Linked DNA regions of Mus musculus: all the other regions are linked to region 1. The links are chromatin contacts, called in public promoter capture Hi-C maps. All regions are on one chromosome and are shown on one strand. The core of a region is the stretch at or near the end of the contact, and the rest is flanking DNA. Distances in the headings are between cores, read along the strand shown. Region 1 holds the start of Gins4 (GINS complex subunit 4 (Sld5 homolog)). Region 2 holds the start of Tacc1 (transforming, acidic coiled-coil containing protein 1). Region 3 holds the start of Plekha2 (pleckstrin homology domain-containing, family A (phosphoinositide binding specific) member 2). Region 4 holds the start of Htra4 (HtrA serine peptidase 4). Region 5 holds the start of Adam9 (a disintegrin and metallopeptidase domain 9 (meltrin gamma)). Region 6 overlaps Adam9 (a disintegrin and metallopeptidase domain 9 (meltrin gamma)). Region 7 holds the start of Atp7b (ATPase, Cu++ transporting, beta polypeptide).

Evidence for each region. Promoter capture Hi-C pulls out the DNA fragments that hold promoters and counts their contacts.
Region 2: a contact with region 1 is called in a promoter capture Hi-C map of embryonic stem cells, with 4 times the contacts expected there. The contact joins the promoter of Tacc1 here to the promoter of Gins4 in region 1. A contact is called at or near these places in 9 of 39 promoter capture datasets (the 3T3-L1 cell line, the C10 cell line, cranial neural crest and 6 more), 1 of 484 Hi-C or Micro-C datasets (B cells), 4 of 115 datasets of contacts at active chromatin or transcription factors (astrocytes, embryonic forebrain, embryonic stem cells and 1 more) and 1 of 9 other capture datasets (embryonic stem cells).
Region 3: a promoter capture Hi-C map of embryonic stem cells shows a contact between it and region 1, with 4 times the contacts expected there. The contact joins the promoter of Plekha2 here to the promoter of Gins4 in region 1. A contact is called at or near these places in 6 of 39 promoter capture datasets (cranial neural crest, embryonic stem cells, hippocampal neurons and 3 more) and 1 of 115 datasets of contacts at active chromatin or transcription factors (large pre-B cells).
Region 4: a contact with region 1 is called in a promoter capture Hi-C map of the SN4741 cell line, with 7 times the contacts expected there. The contact joins the promoter of Htra4 here to the promoter of Gins4 in region 1. A contact is called at or near these places in 4 of 39 promoter capture datasets (the SN4741 cell line, cranial neural crest, embryonic stem cells and 1 more).
Region 5: a promoter capture Hi-C map of embryonic stem cells shows a contact between it and region 1, with 4 times the contacts expected there. The contact joins the promoter of Adam9 here to the promoter of Gins4 in region 1. A contact is called at or near these places in 8 of 39 promoter capture datasets (the C10 cell line, embryonic stem cells, hippocampal neurons and 4 more) and 6 of 115 datasets of contacts at active chromatin or transcription factors (the NIH/3T3 cell line, astrocytes, embryonic brain and 3 more).
Region 6: a promoter capture Hi-C map of liver shows a contact between it and region 1, with 5 times the contacts expected there. The contact joins the enhancer-like site here to the promoter of Gins4 in region 1. A contact is called at or near these places in 7 of 39 promoter capture datasets (the C10 cell line, embryonic stem cells, frontonasal cranial neural crest and 3 more) and 2 of 115 datasets of contacts at active chromatin or transcription factors (embryonic brain and large pre-B cells).
Region 7: a contact with region 1 is called in a promoter capture Hi-C map of pre-B cells, with 9 times the contacts expected there. The contact joins the promoter of Atp7b here to the promoter of Gins4 in region 1. A contact is called at or near these places in 5 of 39 promoter capture datasets (hematopoietic stem and progenitor cells, liver, neutrophils and 1 more), 2 of 484 Hi-C or Micro-C datasets (CD4 T cells and centroblasts) and 1 of 9 other capture datasets (adipose tissue).

Annotation. Positions count from the first base shown.
Region 1 is chr8:23,236,134-23,239,207 of GRCm38.p6, reverse strand. It overlaps Gins4 (GINS complex subunit 4 (Sld5 homolog)), which reads left to right and starts at 1,540. Exons shown (of 8, transcript NM_024240.6): 1 at 1,540-1,738; 2 at 2,109-2,228. The coding sequence starts at 2,133. Gm39141 (a long non-coding RNA gene) reads right to left here and starts at 1,428. Exons shown (of 3, transcript XR_870246.2): 1 at 1,340-1,428.
Region 2 is chr8:25,199,970-25,203,043 of GRCm38.p6, reverse strand. Tacc1 (transforming, acidic coiled-coil containing protein 1) reads left to right here and starts at 1,502. Exons shown (of 13, transcript NM_177089.5): 1 at 1,502-1,922; 2 at 2,838-2,953. The coding sequence starts at 1,759.
Region 3 is chr8:25,100,278-25,103,351 of GRCm38.p6, reverse strand. It overlaps Plekha2 (pleckstrin homology domain-containing, family A (phosphoinositide binding specific) member 2), which reads left to right and starts at 1,541. Exons shown (of 12, transcript NM_031257.3): 1 at 1,541-1,692. It overlaps 5830408C22Rik (RIKEN cDNA 5830408C22 gene), which reads right to left and starts at 1,173. Exons shown (of 2, transcript NR_155282.1): 1 at 1,141-1,173.
Region 4 is chr8:25,037,561-25,040,634 of GRCm38.p6, reverse strand. It overlaps Htra4 (HtrA serine peptidase 4), which reads left to right and starts at 1,673. Exons shown (of 9, transcript NM_001081187.3): 1 at 1,673-2,244; 2 at 2,597-2,696. The coding sequence starts at 1,761. It overlaps Plekha2 (pleckstrin homology domain-containing, family A (phosphoinositide binding specific) member 2), which reads left to right. Exons shown (of 12, transcript NM_031257.3): 12 at 1-1,491.
Region 5 is chr8:25,015,298-25,018,371 of GRCm38.p6, reverse strand. It overlaps Adam9 (a disintegrin and metallopeptidase domain 9 (meltrin gamma)), which reads left to right and starts at 1,450. Exons shown (of 22, transcript NM_001270996.1): 1 at 1,450-1,687. The coding sequence starts at 1,591. It overlaps Tm2d2 (TM2 domain containing 2), which reads right to left and starts at 1,161. Exons shown (of 4, transcript NM_027194.3): 1 at 780-1,161; 2 at 219-306. The coding sequence starts at 1,003.
Region 6 is chr8:24,997,926-25,000,999 of GRCm38.p6, reverse strand. The region is part of intron 4 of Adam9 (a disintegrin and metallopeptidase domain 9 (meltrin gamma)); the gene reads left to right. Among named protein-coding and RNA genes, the nearest start is that of Adam9, 17 kb to the left of the region's middle. Within about 2 kb of position 1,464, at least 5 of the 459 cell types and tissues checked have an H3K27ac peak or open chromatin away from gene starts, as enhancers often do. A contact at or near this core is called in liver, where this site is marked.
Region 7 is chr8:22,058,643-22,061,716 of GRCm38.p6, reverse strand. Atp7b (ATPase, Cu++ transporting, beta polypeptide) reads left to right here and starts at 1,643. Exons shown (of 21, transcript NM_007511.2): 1 at 1,643-1,745. The coding sequence starts at 1,662. Alg11 (asparagine-linked glycosylation 11 (alpha-1,2-mannosyltransferase)) reads right to left here and starts at 996. Exons shown (of 4, transcript NM_001243161.1): 1 at 947-996. The coding sequence starts at 990.

The sequences.
Region 1 (3,074 bases), core at 291-2,790:
TTTTATCTGTTCCATGCTTATTTGATAATAAAATATCAATCTAATGATATGTGGAACAAAATATAAGCATCCTGTTAGCAGATGAATATTAAAATGTTTACGCCACCAGGAGGCAGAGGTGGGTGGATCTTTATGAGTTTGAGGCTAATCTGCTCTACATAACAAGTTCCAGGTTCGTCAGAGTTACATGATGAGGCCCTGTATCAAATAAAAATAAATAATGAAAATTTTTTGTACGTCAGTGATAAACTGTAGAAAGAGATTTTGTTTTACTTAGTTGCTGGGGACTGGACCCAGGTTAAATGCTAAGATTGTACTGTACCACTGCACCACATTCCCCCGCTCCCATCTATACAAATCATTTTAATTTAAAAAATAGGTATAATACCAAGAATCTTTAGGCTACCACAAATTCAAATTTCCATAACTTTCTATTAGTCCTGTTATTTCTTTTTGTTGTTGTTGTGGTTTTGTTTTTGTTTTTCGAGATAGGGTTTCTCTGTGTAGCCTTGGCTGTCCTGGAACTCACTCTGTAGACCAGGCTGGCCTCAAACTCAGAAATCCACCTGCCTCTGCCTCCCAAGTGCTGGGCTTAGAGGCCTGTGCCACCACACCCGGCTCAATCCTCTGTTATTTCTTACTCTTTCAAGTAGTAATATGTCAGGATGCATAATTTATAGGTATATAAAACTATAAAAATTTGCAATCTGATTCCATCTCTGAAGCTAATTAGGAAGTTTGGCACTTAAAAAATATAAGGGGCTAGGGGCTGGAGAGATAGATAGCTCATTGGTTTAGAGCACTTGCTCTAAACCAGAGGACTGGAGTTTGGTTGTCGGTACCCATGTGGAACAGCTCATAACCACATGTTATGAGCTCCATCAGGATCCAGTGCATTCTTCTGTCCTCAGCTGGCACCACACTCATGTGCAAGCACACATACTAACATACATGAAAATAAGGAAATATATCTATAAAAATAATCTTAAGGGGGCTCAGTGGGTAACAGCACTTGCTATGCGATCGTGACCTGAGCATGTACCACATGCGTATATTGCATTCACACTCACTAAAAAGGTAGAATCCTAGAAAGTCAGTAGGCATTCTTTCATCACCAAAAAGAACAACTCAAATAACATTAGAGAACAACTCTGCGCAAAAAAAAAATGTAAAGGAAGGACAATGGAGTGAGTCTCTTAAATGTAGTTTCAACACACATATATGAATCTGTGAACAGGTTTGGCAATGGAACCAACCCACACACAGTAAATGTTAAAGGAAGGAAGGAACTGGGCCCTGTACCGATTCGCCACAAGACGGCGCTGCCTGGTTTCCTTACTGTGAGCCGAACGCCCCCACGTGGCCGTCCCGAGACGGTGCCACCCGGCACTTCACTCCCGGCCTCCTTCCCCGCCTTCCGGAAGTATGTTCTATAGCTCGGCAAGAGCCCGCCCCGGGGTAGGCGGGGCCAAGGGGCGTGTGTCCGCTTTCCCCTGGGCCTGATTGGTTAGTGCTCCCGCAGCGCGGAGACGTTTTCCTGTCGACGCTGTGTTTGGGGAAAGGAGCGCGGGAGCTGTACCGCTGCTGGTCGGGTCTGTGGGCCGCGGGCTTTCCGCGCGATCTCCGGCGCCCACCGCTCGGGGAGCCTCAGTCCGTGGTGTCCCCCGAGCGTGCCGGCTAGGAGAGAAGGGAAGAGGGATCCCTGAGCCGTGTAGCCGCTTTGAGTGCCAACTGCGAGGTGAGCGCTGGAGTGTCCAAGCGACCCCGGGTCAGTTGCAGCTGAGGACGCGATGTGCCGAGCACTTGACACGATGCACTTTTCTCATTTGAACCGAATGGGCTCCTGGGCCACTGAGGCAAAACGCTGCTCCTGGCGACGACAAGGAGCATTGCGGTTTAGTGTGGTATCTGCCCAGGTCCAGGCCCATGCAGCGGGAAAGATTAGGAGAGAAACCGACCAAGGGACTAAACCCAACACTGAAAAATCAGTCTCTGATTTCGCCATCCCTGGCCAGTGCACCCCCTTCAGCCCCAATAAACTTGTCCCTAAATGCCTTTTCTTGCAAGTAAGTGGGAGAAGCTTTTCAGGGTGTTGGTTTATTTTTCAGGTGTAGGTTCCCGGTTGAGAAACGATGACGGAGGTTCTGGATCTCCACGGACAGGACTCTGATGGGGGTAGTGAGGAGATGGTCCTAACTCCTGCAGAGCTCATTGAAAAGCTGGAGCAGGTAAGCACCCCAAATATGTCCCGTGTTCTTAGCTCTTAACTTACTCCAGGTGTGCAGTACCACGGCTCAGAAAATAAGGAAACAGAAGATTTGTTTCCAAAGAGCAGTGTTTGTAACATCTGCATAAAAATAGGAAGCCAGAAAGCAGGGCCTTCTTTAGGAGTCTCATCTTGTCAGTCTTCAAGGATGGCTAGTAAAAGTAGGCTTTGGACACATGTAGTAGAATGTTTCACAAAGCAATGCTCTGCTGTGCTATTTTGAGGACGTAAAGATGTGTGTGATCTGTAGAGAAGCATGCCATTTCTCTATAGTAGTCTCTTCCTCTGTTTCCTCCCCCATTGGAAGATATCTGCTCTAACAAGAAATTGCCATCCCTTTTGGTCATAATAGCAGTGATTATTTCTTGCATAGTTGTTGTTGTCGTCGTCGTCTTCTTCTTCTTCTTCTCCTTCTCCTTCTTTCTCCTTCTCCTTCTCCTTCTCCTTCTTCTTCTTCTTCTTCTTCTTCTTCCCCTCCTCCTTCTTTTCCTCCTCCTCCTCCTCCTCCTCCTCCTTCAATAATATCTTCTCATGAACCTCGGGTAGTTTAGGAATTCTGAACATGCTTGGGGTTTTTTAGGTTTTGTTTTTGCTTTTTGTTTGTTTGTTTTAAGTTTGTTTTTGAGATAGGGCCTCACTATGCATCACTGGCCGGTCTTGAACTCTCAGAGTTCACCTGCCTCTGCCCTCTGTGTGCTGGCAGTAAAAGCATGCACTGTGTTGCCCTATAAGTTCTGGGACATTCATGGCGTATACTATTGAGTGTTCTTTAGAGGACAGTTGACCATGGGTACCCACCTCCAGTGGA
Region 2 (3,074 bases), core at 253-2,752, 2.0 Mb before region 1:
TTATATCTGGGTCTCTGCTGCTGATGGTTTGGGAAGCAGGATTAACCAGGCAGAGAAAGCCCTGAGGGACAAACTGTAATTCCGAGAAGTTCTGGAGTGCAGGAGCTATGCAAGGCACACGAGGATCGGGAGGAGGGAAAAAGAGGGTAGCAGTCTCGAGGAGGAGGAATGATCAAGCCCAGGTAAGGACTTACATGGGTACTATTTTCAAGCTACAGGGGTTTCTAATCTGAAGATTTGCTTGATCATAAACCCAAGACAACGACAGTTGGATAGTCTTGGCATAGTTCTTGTAGACCTAAAACAAAATGACTTCCGCTCACATTTTTAAAAAAAAAGTCTTTCAACACTTTTGACAGTCGTGTTTATCTCAGGCAAGAAGCAGTAATGGGCTCTAAAGTATACTCCTGCCTTTTTTTTTTTTTTATTATGGTAGGATACCTGCCAAGCCTTATCTTACATGTTTGCTTGTCTTTGTTATGAAGTGTATAAGACATTTGTGATTCATCTGCAGTACACGACGTGGTGCCAGCTTCTTTCAGGGTAAGCTCATGAGCATCCTGAAAATCTTCGCCTGACTTTGTTCTGAATTTTGGAGGCACACTCTCTGTGGGAATTGTAGCCACCTCACAGATTCTCTGAGACTGAGAAATGTCAGTATTATGGAAAACACACTGATGAGCTAATGGTCTCAAACTTGGCTTTGGAGGAAATGAATTCACTGGGAGAGAGGACCTGGGGCAGTCTCTTAGTGGAATCCTTCAAAGATAAAGGGGGGAAAATTCTTCTCTTCACCTTCAGAGGTAAAAGCCTTATTCTGAAGACTGTCACCAGATCTTGATGGCTCTGTACTGAAGAAGCAAAGGACATCAGAAACCAAGGACCCAGGAATTATCTGAAAAAAGCCTAAAGTTATGAAAAGAAAGAACAACAGGAAACGGCTCAGGCCGTCTTATCAGGGGGCAATTTTGCATCTATCCCAGGTCAGGGCACTCCGGAGCCCTCATGAGTGTGGCTTGGTGAGGGCAAGACAACTTCAATTCTTCTGTAACCTGGGAGCCTTCCAAATCCTGGGCGTAACAAGGATGGCGCTGACCAGTGTCAAGGATCGGGTACAACACTCTACAGAGGTTCTGAGTTGTTTTGTTTTTAAATAAGGGGCTTAACTTCTGTACAGCGCAGCTTCAGCCACGCCATTAAGTCCTAGCGGCAGGAAACACAGATAAAAGGGGAAGAGGAACAGCGCCGCGGCGCGCACACGCTCGGAAATGGACGGCGGCGGCGCGCGGCGCGCGGCAGGCGCGGATCCCGCGGGGAGGGCGAGCGCGGTCGAGCAGCCCCTGCCCAAGGCCGGGCGCGACCAGCGCGGCGGGGGGAGCGCGCTTCCAAGCGGCCGCCCCCGCGCGCCGCGCCAGTAGTTCGGTCCGAGGGGGCGGCTCCAGGGGCGCGGCTCCGCGGCGGCCGAGGCTGCTCCAGGCGGGAGCGGACCCCAGAGCCCAGCGACGCGGAGCAGGGCTGGCGGGGGAAGAAGCGGGCGGGCGAGCGGGCACGCGCGGGGGCGAGCTTCGGCGCGGCGGCCCGGAGGAGCGGGGGCGAGCGGCGCTGCGGGGCCGTGGGAGGAAGCGCTGCGCCCGGCCCGACGGCGCTCGTTGAGCCACATCCGCGGGTCGCCGGCGACGTTGCCGGCGCCTGTCAAGGCCCCTCCATTTTGAAGGAAGAGGCCGCCGTTCCCCCACCGCAGGGGCGGCAGCCGCGCTCATGGCGTTCAGTCCCTGGCAGATCCTGTCGCCCGTGCAGTGGGCCAAGTGGACGTGGTCCGCGGTGCGCGGTTCGGGCGCCGGAGAGGACGAAGCCGGAGGTCCCGAGGGCGACCCCGAGGAGGAAGAGGACTCGCAAGCCGAGACCAAATCCCTGAGTTTCAGGCAAGTACACCGCATCCCAGCCGAGATGCAGGCGGGCGCCATCCTCCCACCGCGGTCAATGCTGTGTGCGCGCAACCGTGTTCCCGGCTCTGCTGCCCGCAGCCGGGTCCCCGCTGTGTACCCGAAAGTTCGGGATGTTCTGTCTGCCCGTGTGCTTTTCGTCCTCTGTCTTCGCTGTAAGCTTTCTGAACCCAGCCCCGAATCCGCAGTCTGCGCATCCCGGTTTGCCTGGGTCGCTTTCTCGAAGCGTCGACACCCCGGCTCCGACGCAGCGGCACCGGGTAGTGGCAGTTGATAAGGCCAGGTGCGATTTGTAGCGTTTTCCCCTTGTGGGCAAGAAGTCGCTCCACCGCCCTTCTTGGCCCCGCAGTGTCCTAAAATGCAGCCTTGGTAAAAGAGGATCGCGTGATGACAGGTCCCTGGCAGCTGGTGAGAAATGGTGGTCTCTGCTGAGCTGTCACACGTGTGATTGTGGAAGGCAGGTGACGGCATTTTCAGCTTCCAGTGACTTCCAGACAGGTAGAGGCCTACGGAGAAGAACAGTATAGCTAGAATTGGCTTAGTTTGGGGGGTGGGGCGATATTAATTTTTACGCCCCTGGAAAGGGTTGATTGGGAAGTCTTTTTGTGTGTGTGTCTGTGCGTGTGAAAGGCAGCGATGACAAAAAAAAAAAAAAAAAAAAAAAAAAAAAAAAAAAAAAGGTCCTGGTGAGAAGCTTCAGAGGACGAAAGAGATTTCGGGGAGCTAGGATGCTGGGCATCGCTGAAAATGCTGCAGCCGTTCTCAGGCTGGGTTGAGGATTGGTTGGTTGTAAAGTTAGAGGCGCTGTACTTGCACTTTGGTGGCTGAGTACGTTTTAAAGGCAGTTGGAAATACCGTTGACTGTGGTAATGCCTCGTTTTTCCCCCTCGGCAGCTCGGATTCTGAAGGTAATTTTGAGACTCCTGAAGCTGAAACTCCAATCAGATCGCCTCTCAAGGAGTCTTGTGATTCATCACCGGGATTGGCAGAACCCGAGGCCAAACCCCAAGGTAACAAAACTTGAGTTTTCTACCTTTTTGGTTTTAACTTAAAAAAGAAAAAGAAAAAGAAAAATTTAAAAAGGATGTGTGCGTGCCCTGAGGACCACTTCAGACAGGATGAACTGGCTCC
Region 3 (3,074 bases), core at 292-2,791, 1.9 Mb before region 1:
AGCCGGTTAGGAGAAATGCTACTTGAAGCCCCAATGCAGGGCAAGGGACCTCCTCAAACGTACAAAATTGACGTTGATGTTTATTTCAAGGGAAATGGCTCCCCTCTCCCCACCTCGTTTTCTTTTCCTTCCTCATTCAGAGCATAATGTTCTAAAGCAAACGTCTTTTTTTCACACCTGAGCGAACTGGGCGGCTCATTTTCGCTTTGGCTATCAAAATAGAAGAGGAAGCGCCTGCGGTTTCATCAGGGGAGCTTTCGGGGCGTGTGCTGCCGGGCGTCCCGCCTTCCTGCCGGCTCACCTGGCTGCAGCCCTCAGCCCCCAGGCTGCCAGGCTGCCTTTGCCTCGCACCGTACTTCCCACCCGCGAAGCCAGGCCTAGTCCTGCAGAGCTTCCGGGGGCGACTTTTTCACTACACACTCCGAGTACCTTGGACCCACACGGCTGACATCAGCATCCTCCTCCCCGCCCCCAGCCCCCAAAGCCGCATCTCTCGGTGCTCGGTCCCTGGGCTGACAATTTTACCGTAAAATTGAGTCCACTTTGTCTGCCTGGCGTTACTTATATTTAAATGTCAATGTCTCCACGAGGGAGGCCTGCGTTAGACCGGACAGACCTGCCCTCTACTGACTGGGGACCCAGAACAAGTTACCTAATGTCTTGGAGTCTCGGTTTCCTCATCGGCCCCAGCACCGGATTGATACCTACGGGTTGCTGTGTGACTGAAGGGCGAGGGCGCTGGAGTTCTGTCTGGTCACCCTAGGCTGAACCTATCGAATCCAGCTTCTCTTTCCCACTTCTCTCCGTGCTCCAAGAAGGGCCAGGCAAGCTGGGTCAGGGCGTTGGCGACCCTCTTAGCTCCGGGGGGTGCACTTTAGACCGCAGGGGGCGATGCGTTCCTCTCTCCACCCCTAAACTCCCAACGCCCCCTCGCCCTCCGGGCAGCCGCGGTTTGGGCCGGCTGCACAGTGCGCAGAAGTAGGCTCGGGACGTGACGGTCGAGCACCCCATCGCGGACACCTGCTGCAGCCGGGTTACATCCCACCAACCTCCTCCCCCCCGCCATCCCCCGCTGCTGTCCCCTCGAGGTCTCCGCACCCCTCTCCTCCCCCCTGGAGGCCCGAGGAGCATTGTACTCACATCCGGGGCTGGGTTTTGCTTTAATGTGAAACGAAATTAACCCGGAAAAAAAGAGTCGAGAGACGGCCTTGGAGGACAGCTGAGGATAAGGGAGAAGTGTGCCGCAGGACAGGCGGGAAGCGAAGCCCCGAGGCGCAGAGCTCTGGGACCCGATGCGACCCTTGCTGCGCAGAGCGCGGTGAGTCGGGCAGAGAGGCGCAAGGGTCCGGGCGCGGAGGGCAGAGAGGGGAGCAGGGCGGCTGGGTTTGCTTGGTGGCGCCAGTCCGGGTGGTGGACGGCGACCGGAGGTGGCCCAATGGGCCACCTCCCCTAGCTCCCAGGAAAGCCCCAAATGCAGCCCCTCCTCCAGTGCACTGGCGCCTCCTGGGTGACCAAGGTCGCCACCGCCAGGGGTCGGGCTGTGGGGTGGGGCGTGTGGGGGCGGTGTCCTGTGGAGCTGCAGATTCTCACGTTTGCAGCGGCGAAACTTCTCCGAGGTTCAAGCACAGGGGTGGTAGCCCCTCAAGGACTGCCCGGGCAGCGGGTAGGGGAGGAGCGCAGAGAACGTCCCAGGCAAGTCCCTCAGGCACGAGTTGGGTGTTGGAGCCTCTTCCTTCTCCTTCTCACTCCTTTTTAACTTGGCGCGGGCCTAGAATGCTACCCTGGGGAGACTCCTCCTTTCGTCTGCTCCCGCCATGGGCTTCTGGGATTCCTGGCAATGGAGGTGACTTGGTGGAAAACGTAGGTCGGTTCCAGGTTAGGTAACCCTTTCGAGGGGAAGCCTCAAAAGGCTGTCCCCTTTAACGTCCGCGCTTCCCTGTTCTGCTCAGCCATGGAGACTTAAAATTTAAAAGGAAAAGAAAAGAAGAAAGGAGAGATGGGGCCAGGTCGTGTGGGAAGGGAAAAAAAGTATCAGGGCATGACCAGGGCACCCTTGTACACCTTCTGCCCTGGGCAGCCCTGCCCCGAGTCTTTCACCTTTAAGGCTTCCTTCCTTCGTGAACATCTTCCGTTTGTACTCCTTCTGTCCCTGATTGGACTCAATTAAGAGTTTTTCAGAGGCGCATAAACACTAGAGGAGGAGCAGGGGAGAACGAACCAGTTGCGGCTCCTGGGAGCATTTTGGTTTGCAGTAGAGGCTGAAGTTCCAAAATTGTGCTAGTGTTCTTAATGTCTTTGATTAGCTGTCCCCCATCCCCCACTCTTTCTTTGTTGCCTCCCACTCCTCCACCCCCCCACCCCCCTCCAGGAGGAGTATAACGCTTCCAGCAACAGCTAAGCAGAAGACACAGGAAGGGTAGAAGTTTTATCTTCAACTTGGTTGCATCTAGTGACTTGTTAATAATAATGATAATAACTTGGTAATAAGAACGTACTGAGTTAGCAGTGGGCCAGCAGCTCACCGGGTCTTTAGGGAGTTGTCAGACTAGTGAAGGACCCTGGCTGTGCAGAGCATCAAACTGGAGTCCCTGGTGTTTGGAGAAGCCAGAGGAGGATTTCTGAAGCATAATCAGTGGCCTTGGCAGAGTTTAGCTTTCCCTGGGTGCTGCCTGAGGCAGGGTTCTAAGAAGAGTAGAGTTTGTTGAGCAAATGAATGAAAGCTATCACTGAGAAGAAACAGAAGAAAGGTGGGGCCTCAGGTTGTGTCAGGCAACGTTTCTCTAGCTATTGTCTTTAGACTGATGAGTCCTTTGGCTGTATCTGCAGATGTCTTTTTACAGATTACTGGTACCCTTAGTGGAGTTTTAGCTGGCTTACATGGGAGTCTTACCTACCTCTTAACTGGCGAATTTCTACCCGGGATCAATTTGGGAACTGCCTGTCCTTTGGTGGAGAGATGGCACACCCTTCTCTTCCCTTACATTAGTGCTTGCTGCTTCTCCCTTGTGTGAAAGGAAGTAGGGCCTGCAACCTCCCTCATGTCATCCCAGTGACGTGAAGAGAGCTCAGATCTC
Region 4 (3,074 bases), core at 424-2,923, 1.8 Mb before region 1:
AGGGCCTCGAACATGCCCTGGCTCAAGGAAATGAGGTCATCTTTTGGCGTTTAAATTGCAAAATCTGTCTGTCCCTCTCTTAGAAACTGTTGGCTTGGTTATTAGTGCTGCATCAACGGGTCCTTACAGAAAGTTGAGAGGTTTCGGTACACACTCTGAGATCATGTTAAACACAATGCGGTGTATATTATGCAAACAAAGGAAAAGTACAGTTTCAGTGATCCTAACCAGCCCATACATGAGACTTGCAAGTTAGAACATTGTTAATAGCGGTGCCCAGAAAATATAATTATCTTTGTGAAGCCTCAAAACATTTAAAGTCTCAATTCTTGTTTCAGAATTCCCCTTCTGTCTGTATTTACACACATACACACACCCTTTAAATTTGTTTTTTGCTAGAGTCTTGCTACGGAGTCCAGGCTGGCTTTGAACTGATAATCCTCCTGCCTCAGCCTCCTGAGTGCTTGGATTACAAGTCTATGCCACCATATCCAGCCTAGGACAGTATTTTAATGTGAGCCAAAGATGGTGCATAAACCTTTAGTTTTCAAGGTGTGATGGCGTGTGGGTTTGTGGTTAAGCATAGATTGTGGATAAATCCGAAGGGATTTCTGGATTATAAAAGATACTGCATTTCCTGTGTGGAATAAAAGCAGTCTCTGGGGTTGGGTCCTTCTATAAAGCTTCGAAGGTATTGTTCTCTGTAGCTGAAGTATGTCCTATCCATTACTCTTCAATGCTTTGGTGGACTTGCTTACTCGGGTCAGGTGATAATCAGGGGAAAAAAAAAAAAAAGAAGCGTGTGTTTTTCATTCTCCGAACCACACCGAGGATATGGGAGACCGCAAACTAAAGTGGCACCTCTGGTCAAAGTGGCGGAGTGACAGCTCTACTTCCAAGTAGAAGGCTGCCCCTCCGGGAAGATTTAAGGTCCATCGTCCTAGTTTACTGGAAGCAAACTGGTTTGGTTTGGTTTTCCCCTTTCTACACAGGACTTATATGACCCTCTGAGTAAGCAGTGGACTGGTAATTGAGCGGTAGACTTGATACTTGTTTTCAGTGTCAACCAAATAAACAGCTATCTGGTAGCAGACGGCAGTGTTTTTGAAATTAGGCTTCCCATGTCGCCTGTTTAACCTCCTCCCCCACCCCCACCCCCCAAAATCTGTTTTCCTCAGTCCCTCGTTCTCTCTCTGTGTTATTGCCTGCCTGAGTCAATTATAGTCACTTATACCAGGTAGGCGTTGAATCAAGTGAATATTTGGCAAAAACACACAGTGTGACTGCTGGGCCCTCTGTTTATGAAGGTGTGGCATGCCCCGTTTGAGCCAGTGTTTGAGCCGTGAAACACCTCCTGCAAGCACTGAGCTTAGTGCATGGAAACTCCAGCTTCTTACGTTGTGTGAGCTCCTAATTGGTATGTAGCAAAACGTCATTTTCTAAAAACTGGTTGGTTGCTTGTTTTGTAATAAAAACATGTGAAATAGGAAATCTGGTTGTGTGTTTTCCTGGTCAGATCTCGTGGCCGTGGGTGGGTGGTCACGTTTCTCCCTTGCCCCAAGACTGGTTTTTGAGTGGACCCCTCCCTTCATGGCTTTGGGGTGGGTGGCCCTTGTCCTGGGATGGCATGGGTGGTGGGTGATATATGGGTGTGTGTGTGTAGAAGTGAGCCAGACTCTGACCTTTATAAAGTCCGAAGGCTGGCTGAGGCAGCATCCAGGCCAGGAAAAACAGTCGAATCGACGAGGTCAGGGAGCAAGATGAGCTTCCAGCGGTTGTGGGCTGTGCGAACACAGTTTCTCCTGCTGTGGTTGCTGCTACCAGCCGTGCCTGTTCCGTGGGCCGAGGCCAGGAGGTCCAGAGTCTCGCTGCCCTGTCCCGATGCCTGCGATCCCACGCGCTGCCCGACTCTGCCTACCTGCTCGGCCGGCTTGGCGCCGGTTCCCGATCGCTGCGGCTGCTGCCGAGTGTGCGCCGCGGCCGAGGGCCAGGAGTGTGGCGGGGCGCGGGGCCGGCCGTGCGCCCCAAGGCTGCGCTGCGGCGCCCCGTTCTCCCGGGATCCCTCGGGGGGCGCGTGGCTGGGCACCTGCGGCTGCGCGGAGGGTGCTGAGGATGCGGTAGTGTGCGGCAGCGATGGGCGCACCTACCCCAGCCTATGTGCGCTCCGCAAGGAGAACCGAGCCGCTCGCCAGCGGGGCGCGCTCCCGGCTGTGCCAGTGCAGAAGGGTGCCTGCGAGGAAGCAGGTGAGCGGGGCGCGGGCGAATCTCCTGACACTTCTCTTACTTTTCAGAGGGAGATGAAGTGAGTGCTCTAACTTCGCTCGCTCGCGAATTCAGTGGGCCTTCCTTCGCCATCTCTAGGGATTCAACCTGTTGTGGTTGTTCCTGGTGTTCTTGCCTGGTTAATTTTGGTCTCTTTACTGGCTGCCACTGGGCTTCCCTTTCTCCTTTTCTTCCCTCTGGTAGGACAGGGAGGGTCCTTTCATCTCCTGGTCTGGAGAACCTTCAGAGAAAGAGGGACGGGGAGATGCTGGGGAATTTTGAGATGCGACACCTGCATCCAGGGACGCACTCACCGTGGACCGTTTATTCACAGGGACCACAAGAGCAGGGCGGCTCCGGAGAAAGTACAACTTCATCGCCGCAGTGGTGGAGAAGGTGGCGCCGTCTGTGGTCCACTTGCAGCTGTTCCGCAGGTAAAGGTCCCATCTAGGATCAACTACCTCACCTGCTGGTTGCCAGATTTCTGACCATTAAAACCGCTGTGAGGAAACACAGATTCAAAGAGTTGGCTGGGGTGTAGGTGGGCAGTAGAATTCCGCAAAGCCTGCAGGAGACCTGACTTGCTAAGAGTTATTTCGCTAAAGAGCAAAGAGCCAAGCGCAAGGATTCTGGCTTCTAAATTGAAGCTACAGCAGTGCGTATTGGTGACTGGTGTTTCTTTCTCCCCGGTATCCCACAGCAAAACTAAAGGCTGACTGTAGGAGCTAGTAGTGAGCATTTGGTGGGCTTGTTTAGCCTTAGCACTCGCTTGCATGCAAGGAAACCCAAATGGAGAGCAAACTTAGTTTGTT
Region 5 (3,074 bases), core at 201-2,700, 1.8 Mb before region 1:
TTGGGTGGCTTGGGCACAGGCATGGTTGGTTCCTGAGGAAAGCAAATGTGCTCTTCAGCCGTTAAAACCTTTGTCATGTTTCCAGCGACAGTTATACGGATGAAGTTGTAAAAAAAAAAAAAAAAAATCAAGTCTGTCTGTATGCCCTTCTGTAATTCTTTAACAGCACCCGGCCATGCTTCCCACGAAGGTGCCTGTACAAAGAACAAAATCCTCACCTTGAGACAACCATAACCAAGCTCCTGGGAGGCAGTTGCATTTCCAACGTGATCCACTGGGGCATCACAGTCTACGAACTCGTCGGGTCTGCAAATCAGTAAGATTTTTCATCAGTGCCTTTTGCCGATTGCTTCTGTGTCCGCACGCAATGCTATTTTCGTTCCTCTTTTAATATCTGTTCCTCCTTCTGTACTGGGAACTGGATACGCTAGAGGTGCTATCTACCTTTGAGCTACATTTCCAGCCCTTGAATTTTCTTTCTTTCTTTTTTTTTTAAATTTGAGACAAGTTACCCAGGCTGGCTGGTTGGCCTTGAACTCATCCTGTAACCAAGGCAGCAGAAAGGGTGCAGGAAGTGGAAGGGTTCTGTAGCCTACATTACTCCTTCCCAGTATCTACCACTAACACACAGTTTAATTGCTTTCTGTGGCAGGGCAATTGAGAGGCACCAGTCCCGGAATCACCTCCCCGAGGTGGAAGCAGCCTTCCGCTCCCACAACCAACAGCTATCCCTGGCCCGATCCCCCTCTAGGTCCGCCCGCCACGTCCCGGCAGCTTACAGGTAAGAGCAAAGGATGACTGGCGAGTTGGGGTCGCTGTATTCCCAGCTTGAGGCCGCGGGACCCTCGAGGTGAGCGGCGCCCGAGGGTGTGAGATCCAGTTCGGCCGTAGCATTAAACGAGTGGCTCCGAGAAACACAGTGCAGCAGCAGCAGGTTCCCCAATAGCAGGGCCGCCTGGCCGCACAGCAATAGGTAACTCACAGGGCAGCCGCCCAGCACCATCTTCCCGGGGGCCGGTCCTAGAGACCTGGCCTAAAAACAAAGCCAGGCCGCCACGGCCCACCGGAGCCCGGCGCTGTCAGGCCTCTCTCTACGTCGGGTACGCAACCCTCCGTTCCACAGCCAACCCGTGCGCAGCTCGACGCTCCGCCTGCCACTACGGCCAATCAGAAACGGCCAGGGGAAAGGTGTGGCCTGGCTTCGCTCCGCCCTCCAGTAGACCCTTCACTGCTGCACGGAGCGGAGGGAGGGTGGAGCTTCCCTTAGCCCCGCCCTCCAGCCCCTCCTACCTTCTCTAGTCTCCGCTGAGCGGGCGGAGGGGCGGAACAGCCGGGCGCGAACTGGAGCGGCGGCGGCGGCGGCCGCCGGTGGGTTGGCCAGACTGTATTTTCCCTACGTCAGCCTCTGGCCGCGGGATCGGGAAAGGGGCGGGGTTTTTGGGGGGGGGGGGGTTGCTGCGTCAGTGCCGCGCGCGTGCTCGCCGAGGGCGAGCGCCCCGCCAGCCCGGGGGCCCCCGCGGGGTTGCAAGGATGACCGAAGGGGCGGAGGCGGCGGCCGCGCGTTGAGCGGAACCTGCCGAAGCCCTCGCTATGGGGCCGCGCGCGCTCTCGCCCCTTGCCTCTCTGCGACTAAGGTGGCTGCTGGCGTGTGGCTTGCTGGGCCCAGTCCTCGAGGCCGGGCGACCAGGTGGGTGCCGGACGGGAACCGTGCTGTGGGGAGTGAGTGCTGGGTGGTGAGGGCTGCGAGGCGGACCCTGGGCTCCGGCTCCCCTGTCAGCGCTGACCCGGAGCCCGGTGGCCGGCGGCCGGCTGCACTGTGGCGGTGCGCTCGCTACTCCCGGGCTGCAGCGAGTGCTTTGCGGGTGGAGTGGCTGTCACCAGCTCTGGGCTGGGAGATGGAACTTTTGCTTCAGTCTATCAGGATTTGGGGTTTGACGTTCGCCGTCTTGGACGACTCAGCAGTAGGTCCACAGGGATCCCGATGGAGAAGAGGGCGGGTTTTCCTTGGGCCGTTTTTTTTTTTTTTTTTTTTTTTTTTTTTGTTAGTAAGGATACTTAAAATAATAAAATCAACGAAACGCTACGTTTCTAGAGCCTGTAGTTCAATCTATCTAAATCTGGACAAAGAATCTCTGCTCTGTTTAACCCAGGGGATTATCGGAAAGAATTAAATTACTGTTCGCCAGCACATCTGAATTGTGAAACTTCCCGTAAATATGTAAGATATTTATATTGTGGATGATGAAACTGAATGGGAACACACTAGGTTCTTTTTTTCCTGGAAATAAGTTATTTATTTCATCCTTTGTATTAAATTAGTGTTTGCATGGCTTAGTTATCTCTTTGAGCTCCGGGAACACTATGGACAATAGAAGGCTTTACAAAATTGTTGCCTTCAAAGGTGATGAGTGTAGATTTGAGTTCAGGACCGCTGACCTTCACGAAACTAATTACAGCTTCTTGTCTTTGGCTTTCTCCTTTTTAATTAAGTTAGCGTCCTCCTGGAGTTTATAAATACTGACAAATTTTCAATGGGATGCTTCCAGGACGTGTCTGATGAAACGTGCTGTTCTAGTTAACAATATCGCTATGAAAGGAACTGAAATTTTAATAATCTCTAACTTCTTGTGTTTGCCAGCAAAAACCAGATTATATTTTTAGTACATGTATATGTTTGTTGTTACACATGGGCATAAAAATGAATGGAATATCCTTGTGTTCTTCAGTTGCTGCTGCAATGGGCCAGCTGCTCACATAGGCATGAGTATTCGCTTTGGAAATCTATCCAGCCTTCATCAGGAAGGAAACCCATTCCTGATGCTTTTGGAGGATCTAAAGGGTGACCATGTGGACTAAGATATAGGAGAGATGCTGAAGGGTTTTTTTTTTTTTGTTTGTTTGTTTTTGTTTTTTGTTTTTTGGTGTTGTGTGTGTGTGTGTGTGTGTGTGTGGTTTTTTTTTTTCCTTTTTTGAAAGTGTGATTTTTGAACTGAGCTAAAAGGGTGAGAGAATTTCAACTTAAAAAGAGTGGAGGGATCCATTATAAACATAAGGAGCTTTATTTTTACCCCCTC
Region 6 (3,074 bases), core at 215-2,714, 1.8 Mb before region 1:
CTGGCTCTGGTTCATTGTCTGGTGAAGTTGTATCAACCTGTTTGTACTTCGGCATCGACATCTTCTCTCTAACCTGGAATTAGCAGTTATAACTTCTCGGAGTTTCTAAGAAACTTTAATAAATTAATGCTTGAGTGTTTACAAGAGACAGTCTGGCAATTTATAAATAAATATAACTATTATTCATTACTGAGGTACTATCTGCTTAAAATTGCAAAAATAGATTTCAACTGTGTAGAAACTCCAATAATTTGACTTTTATAGAATGGTAGTATTTTGGTAGATGTTTAAAAACATCAGGTATGAATATGAGGTATTTCAGTTATTTCTTGGTTATTGAACATTGTTCAGGTAAATGAAAGAGTGTCTGTAGGTTTGGAATACAAAGGAAAACTTTGATGCTCCCATTTCTTTGCATGTAGCTAGATTGTCCCTTATAATACCATACCACTGCCTGCAGTATGTTGTTAATTAGCATATACATTCATAAACTTTAAATGTTTTCCTCTAGGATTCTACTTCCTAAGATTGAAACAATTCATAAAGCTGTTTTCTGATTCTCACAAGGCCATTTTTTAATAATAATAATAAGAATTGGCTTGGGACTCCCTAGAAAAGCTCACAGCTAGCTCTTATGCATGGATGCTCTAACTCCTCTGACAACAGATTGCCCAAGGCTCCCTGGGCCCTGGGTAGTGTGGCATGGTCTGTGGTCGGTTTGCTTTGCTGTGCTTGCGCGTTTCCAGTTGTGTGCTTCGACACGGCACACACCAGGCATTTCATTACGGTAGCCTTGTAGTCTGACTGCCACTTTTGTAAACACAAACATGACTTGTAGTGTTTTTGAGAAGTAATGCTGGGGACGGGAGAATTTCTCTCCGTTCTCTGGACGTTTGCTGGAATGATCTGACAGATTATTAAACAGATGCAGATTTATTAACACACAAAAGGAGAAGGACGGCAGACTGTTAGAAAATCAGTGTGGCCACAGCTAGCCTACACAGCTAGCCTAACATGCTTTCAAGACTCACATTGGGGAGCAACATGGCAACATGGCATCTCCTAACTAACGTGTAGGAGAATCATACAGGCTTGGAGGACACGCTGCGACCTGGGACAAAGTCCACTTGGCCTTAGGACAGACGGTGGTTTGTTACAGTTCCTCTGTGGACTGAATAGAGAGCAGGGTATGGAACGACAGAAGTCTGCCTAAATGTGTTGACAGACTGCAGGTTTTCATCCCATGCATCTTCTCTGGGTAATGAAATGTTAGTAAAAGTGAAGGTATTGGGTCTTTCTTGGCAGACCTGGCCACATAGATAAGGTAACTGCAGCAGGGCTAAATTGAATGCTGTGGAAATGCTTTATTAAGTCAAGTTGTTAAGCAAATGTCATCGACTGGGTAGATTGCAGGGTCACCTGTTAGGACTGGCCAGCTCTGCTCCTATTCAGTGTGTCGTATGGGTGACATATTCCACCCAGAGTCCTGCTGCGTAATTGTTAACAGGGGTCAGTAACTGGGTTAGGCTTTGGCTTCTGGGTTTTTCCTCTGGAAAGTCACTACTGAAAAAGGTCCTATTTTTACCTTGAAATTTAGAGTTGTGTAAATCTCCACTCTCAGGTTTTTGTATGTAGTTCCAGGGTTTAACATTTGCTTCAGATCTGCTGGTACTGTGAGGGTTGTCATGTGATCATGTTCGCTTGTGTGTATCGGTGTAGATTCAAGGATTCTTTCTCTCCATACATGTGAGGCCGTTTGTAGACCTTCTGTCCTTTGTTGGATTTTCTACTCAGTATTTAAGACAGTGACTCTCAGCCTTCCTAATGCTGCAACCCTTTAATACAGATCCTCATGTTGTGGTGAACCCCTTTTCCAACCATGAAGTTATTTCATTGTTGCTTCATAATTGTAAATTTGCTGTTGGTATGAATCGTAATGTAAATATCTGATATGCAGGATGTCTGATGGAGGACCCCAGTAAAGGGTTGTTTGAGCCCCAAAGGGGTGGTGACCCACAGGCTGAGAATGGCTGATTTAAGAGATATTTATATGTAAGGATAGTAACTCTTTGTTAATGTAATTTACAAATATTTCTTTCTGGCCTTTGTCTTTCTTTTGTTGTGTGTGTGTGTGTGTGTGTGTGTGTGTGTGTGTGTGTTTGAGGGCCTTATGTTTATGTTTAGAGTCCTGGATGGAACTCTAGCTCCTCCGGCCTCGGCCTCTTGAGGGATCACAGTGCTCTACTGCCATGCATGGTGCGTTTAGGTTTTGGGCGATAGGCAGGGAGGTCTTCTCTCTATCCATCCACCTAGGTTAGCGAGACACTTATTCACATTTTCTTGAACATTCATATCCTTTCAGTTTTCCCATTTTGATTTTTGATACATCTGGAATTTGTTCTTATATGATAGAATTGTACTCTTTTCCACGTGTCTGTTCAGCGAATAGCAGGACCTATTTTTAAAAATGTGTCTTTGCCCAGTGTGCTCTTACGTGCTAGTTGGTAAAGCCCTATATGTCCTTGGGTCTGTTGACAGACTTGCTTGTTGGCCCAGATGTCAGTGCCATCCTGTTTCCTCTCCGGGCCTGATGTGTATCTTCATGTCTGGTAGGGTAGGGAATTCCTATCCATGACTTTCTAATACGGTGTTTTGGGTGTCTTACAGGTGGGAGAAATGTCATTGTGCTCAGGAGTTTTTCAGTTGTGGAGTGATACTGACTTTTGCATTTTAGTTAGTTAATTTCTTGCCCCAAATTAAGGGTAAAGGCACTTAGTCCTTATAAGATAGCTACATAAGATGTTAGTGTAACTAATGTGCCTTTCGGAGAAGAGAGAAACTTACTTGATGCTGACAGCCATCCCCTCTGCAGATCGGCTCACTCTCAATGCATCCTTCTCAGTCTTCAACACGGTCCTCACTCACTGTCTGTTGACTTTTCCTGAGCCAATTGTGACTTAAAATGTTAACTATGCTGTTTCTGGGCTGAAAGGTCACGGGGAGAGCTGTTTGTCGCTGGCATCCGGTGTGTACTTACTCAGGTGATAGCAGATCATCTCCAGGTAGTCCGGAGC
Region 7 (3,074 bases), core at 394-2,893, 1.2 Mb after region 1:
TCCCAGCACTTGAGAGGCAGAGGCAGGAGGATTTCTGAGTTTGAGGCCAGCCTGGTCTACAAAGTGAGCTCCAGGACAGTCAGGACTATACAGAGAAACCCTGTCTCGAAAAACAAAAACAAAACAAAACAAAAAAACAAAAAAAATTAATTTTTTTCCCCTTAGTGGTGATGACTGGTGATTCAGGGCCTCAAAGATGTTAGGTAAACACTTGATTCCTAGCCAATACATACCCATATTTAAACCAAATGCTTGGAAGAAAGGTAACTGTAATCCAAAGCTTTGAATTACTTATCAATGACCATTATAATGCAGAAAGTCACTCATGACAATGTACACTGTACAGAGCTGGCAGCATTCCATTTATCGGGAAAAGGCCAAGAATGTGCTAGAACAAACTAGCCTATTCATATTTTTAGCAATCACTACAGACCTTGAAGCAGACAGCTCAGAAAGGAAGATGTAATACAAACTCTGGCAAGAATGCATGTATCCACTGCTCTTCAGAACGCTATTTCGCTAGCTATAAATGTTCAACCTGAACAAAAACACATATGAACTTAGGTAGGCTTTCATAGGGCAGAAACAACTTTTGAAATATGGAACTATTACAATAGTAGTGACCACCGGGTGGTTAACATTCCTGTTTATTTCTACCAACTTTATGTAATTCTTACATAAGAAACGATATGTATCTCAAAGGCAAAACCAATATATTTACAACTTTAAACATCAACCAGGAAAGAAGAAATCAACAGATGGTCAAGTAGCAGAGAGTCAACCAACTGGTTTACGAAGCAGCAGGTAGCCAGTTAAGGAAAACAGCTGATCGGCATGCGAAACAACCGAGGTAAACCGAGGCACGAAGAAAGCGCTTCTACAGACTTTATCTGGACTGCCTCCAAACCCTCCACGCCCTCGTGAGCTCAGGCCACCAGATCCTCACCGCAGCACGGCGTACACGCACCAGCTCCCAGTGTCCGCCGCCATCTTATCCCACCCTCCCCTCTCACAGCCCGGAAGCGCTTGCCTGTTCTTCTATCCTATTGGCTCCTGAGGAAGCGTGTGCCGTTAGCCACGCCCCCCGCTTACACGCCTTCCTGCAGGTTGCCTAATAGCCGCTTCCCACAGGCGGGGCGCACACGGGCCCATCCCACTTGGGCCACGCCGCTGCGGTGGCGGTGGTGGGGCGTGGCTTGTGATGGACAGCCGGCTCTCTCGCCCCTCCCACCCCACTCGCCCCGCCCACTTCGCTCCCCCCCCTCCCGTCTGGAAGCCCCCTTGAGGGCGCCCAGCCCTGCCCCCACCGCGGCGCTGCCAGCCGGTTGGGACCCAATGGGAGGTCCGGGCGGGCGACGAGCTAATCTTCCAGTACAGAGTCCGCTCTTTCAGAGGTGTCGGCGAGTCCCCAGCGGCCGCAGTAGCGGGGCGCGGGGTGGAGAGGGGGCTGCGCTGGAGCGGGCGTCCTGAGACTGTGGTCCTCGCTGCACCCTATCTGCAGCGCACCGCGGACCTCGCTGTCCGTAGTCCGCAGCGCCGGGGCTGGGAGATCTGAGCCCTGTGTTCCCCAGGAACCACGGATGCGCTTCTTCGCGCCTCCTCTCCCTGGCTTGTAAAGTCGCCCTTCCCTCCCCCCAACCAGGTGACCTTTGGGCTCGGGGATGGATCCCAGGAAGAACTTGGCGTCTGTGGGGACGATGCCTGAACAGGAGAGACAGGTCACAGCCAAAGAGGCCAGTCGGAAAGTAAGTTTCCTTTGCCTGACCGCAGCGTGTACGCACCTGCTCAAAGCGCTTTTCTCCTCGGTTCCTCCAGGGCTCGTGACTGTGGACACGTACCCCTGAGAACCCGGGAGGAAAACCCTCTAGATCAAGGGTGCCACTAGCCCTCTGGTGTACAACGATTTCGAGCCCAGAACTTTCCCCGGTCCTTATTAAAGAGCTCTTGAGCGTGGGCTTGCTGTATAAAAACTCTAGTTGCTCCTGGGAGTGCTAATACCTCGCTAATGCCTGGCTAATGCTCCTCAAAAGGTCTACATCCAAGTCCTGTACCTTGAAGGCATTCATTTAATAATACAGGGGGTTAATTAATGCAGCCTCTTAGAGATGCAAACAGCGTAGAATATTTAACATGAAAAGCAGGTCTGTTTTTCTTTTCTTCATGTGCGTTTTCAATCAACAAATACTTACTGAAACTTGTATAGGTCGCAGGCATATGATGAATTCTTGAAGATTTGTGCATTGTTTTAAAATATTTTGTCTAGCTTAATTGAAATCACGTTTTATGTTCTCGGAACTTTTTTTTTCCAATTAGTTATACTTTGTAGATTGTTTCCCAGAGTGTCATAGGTGTTCCCCATAGTCTGTTGGTGGTTCCCTCTTGGGTGGTCATGGCGATTGCTTCCTTTCTTTCCCAGTTGACGTGATCTTTGCACTTGAATTGTTGTGTGTGTGTGTGTGTGTGTGTGTGTGTGTGATGGAGGTTAGGGGCATCTTGCTGGACTTAGTGCTGCTTTTCCCACCATGTGTGTCAGTGTGTCGGGTCGTCGGGTTTAAAAGCTAGTGCCTTTACCCACTGAGCCATCTTGCCCTACTTGTACTTGAGTCTTTTTTTTTTTTAAAGCATTTATTTATTTGTTTTATGTGTATATGGGGAAGAATGGAGGGGGAGAGAATCTAGGCGTGAGAGGTCAGCAGAAGACGTCCAGGAGTTGGTTTTCCCTCCTTTCAGCAAACAGGTCCTAGGGCTTCAAGATTGTGTGCATCCACTCATCGAGCCATTCAACTGGCCTTACACTTGGTTATTGACATCGAATTTAATACTGGGCGTATTTCTTTAGGTCTGGATTGCTGGATTGGAGCTTGCTCCTTTTGTTCAGGTCTCTGAAACTAATTAATCCAGCAGTTTTATCCAGCGTCCCTTGTTAGTGAAATTCATGTAGACTCTGGTGTGTAGGAATGAGAGGGGTGTAGGTTAATGGACAGGCAGGGAGAGAGGTGGCTGAGTAGGTGTGAAGACAGCCCACACCGGGTAGGGGTGGCCAGAGCAGAGAAGGAGATGCCCCCTATCTTTGT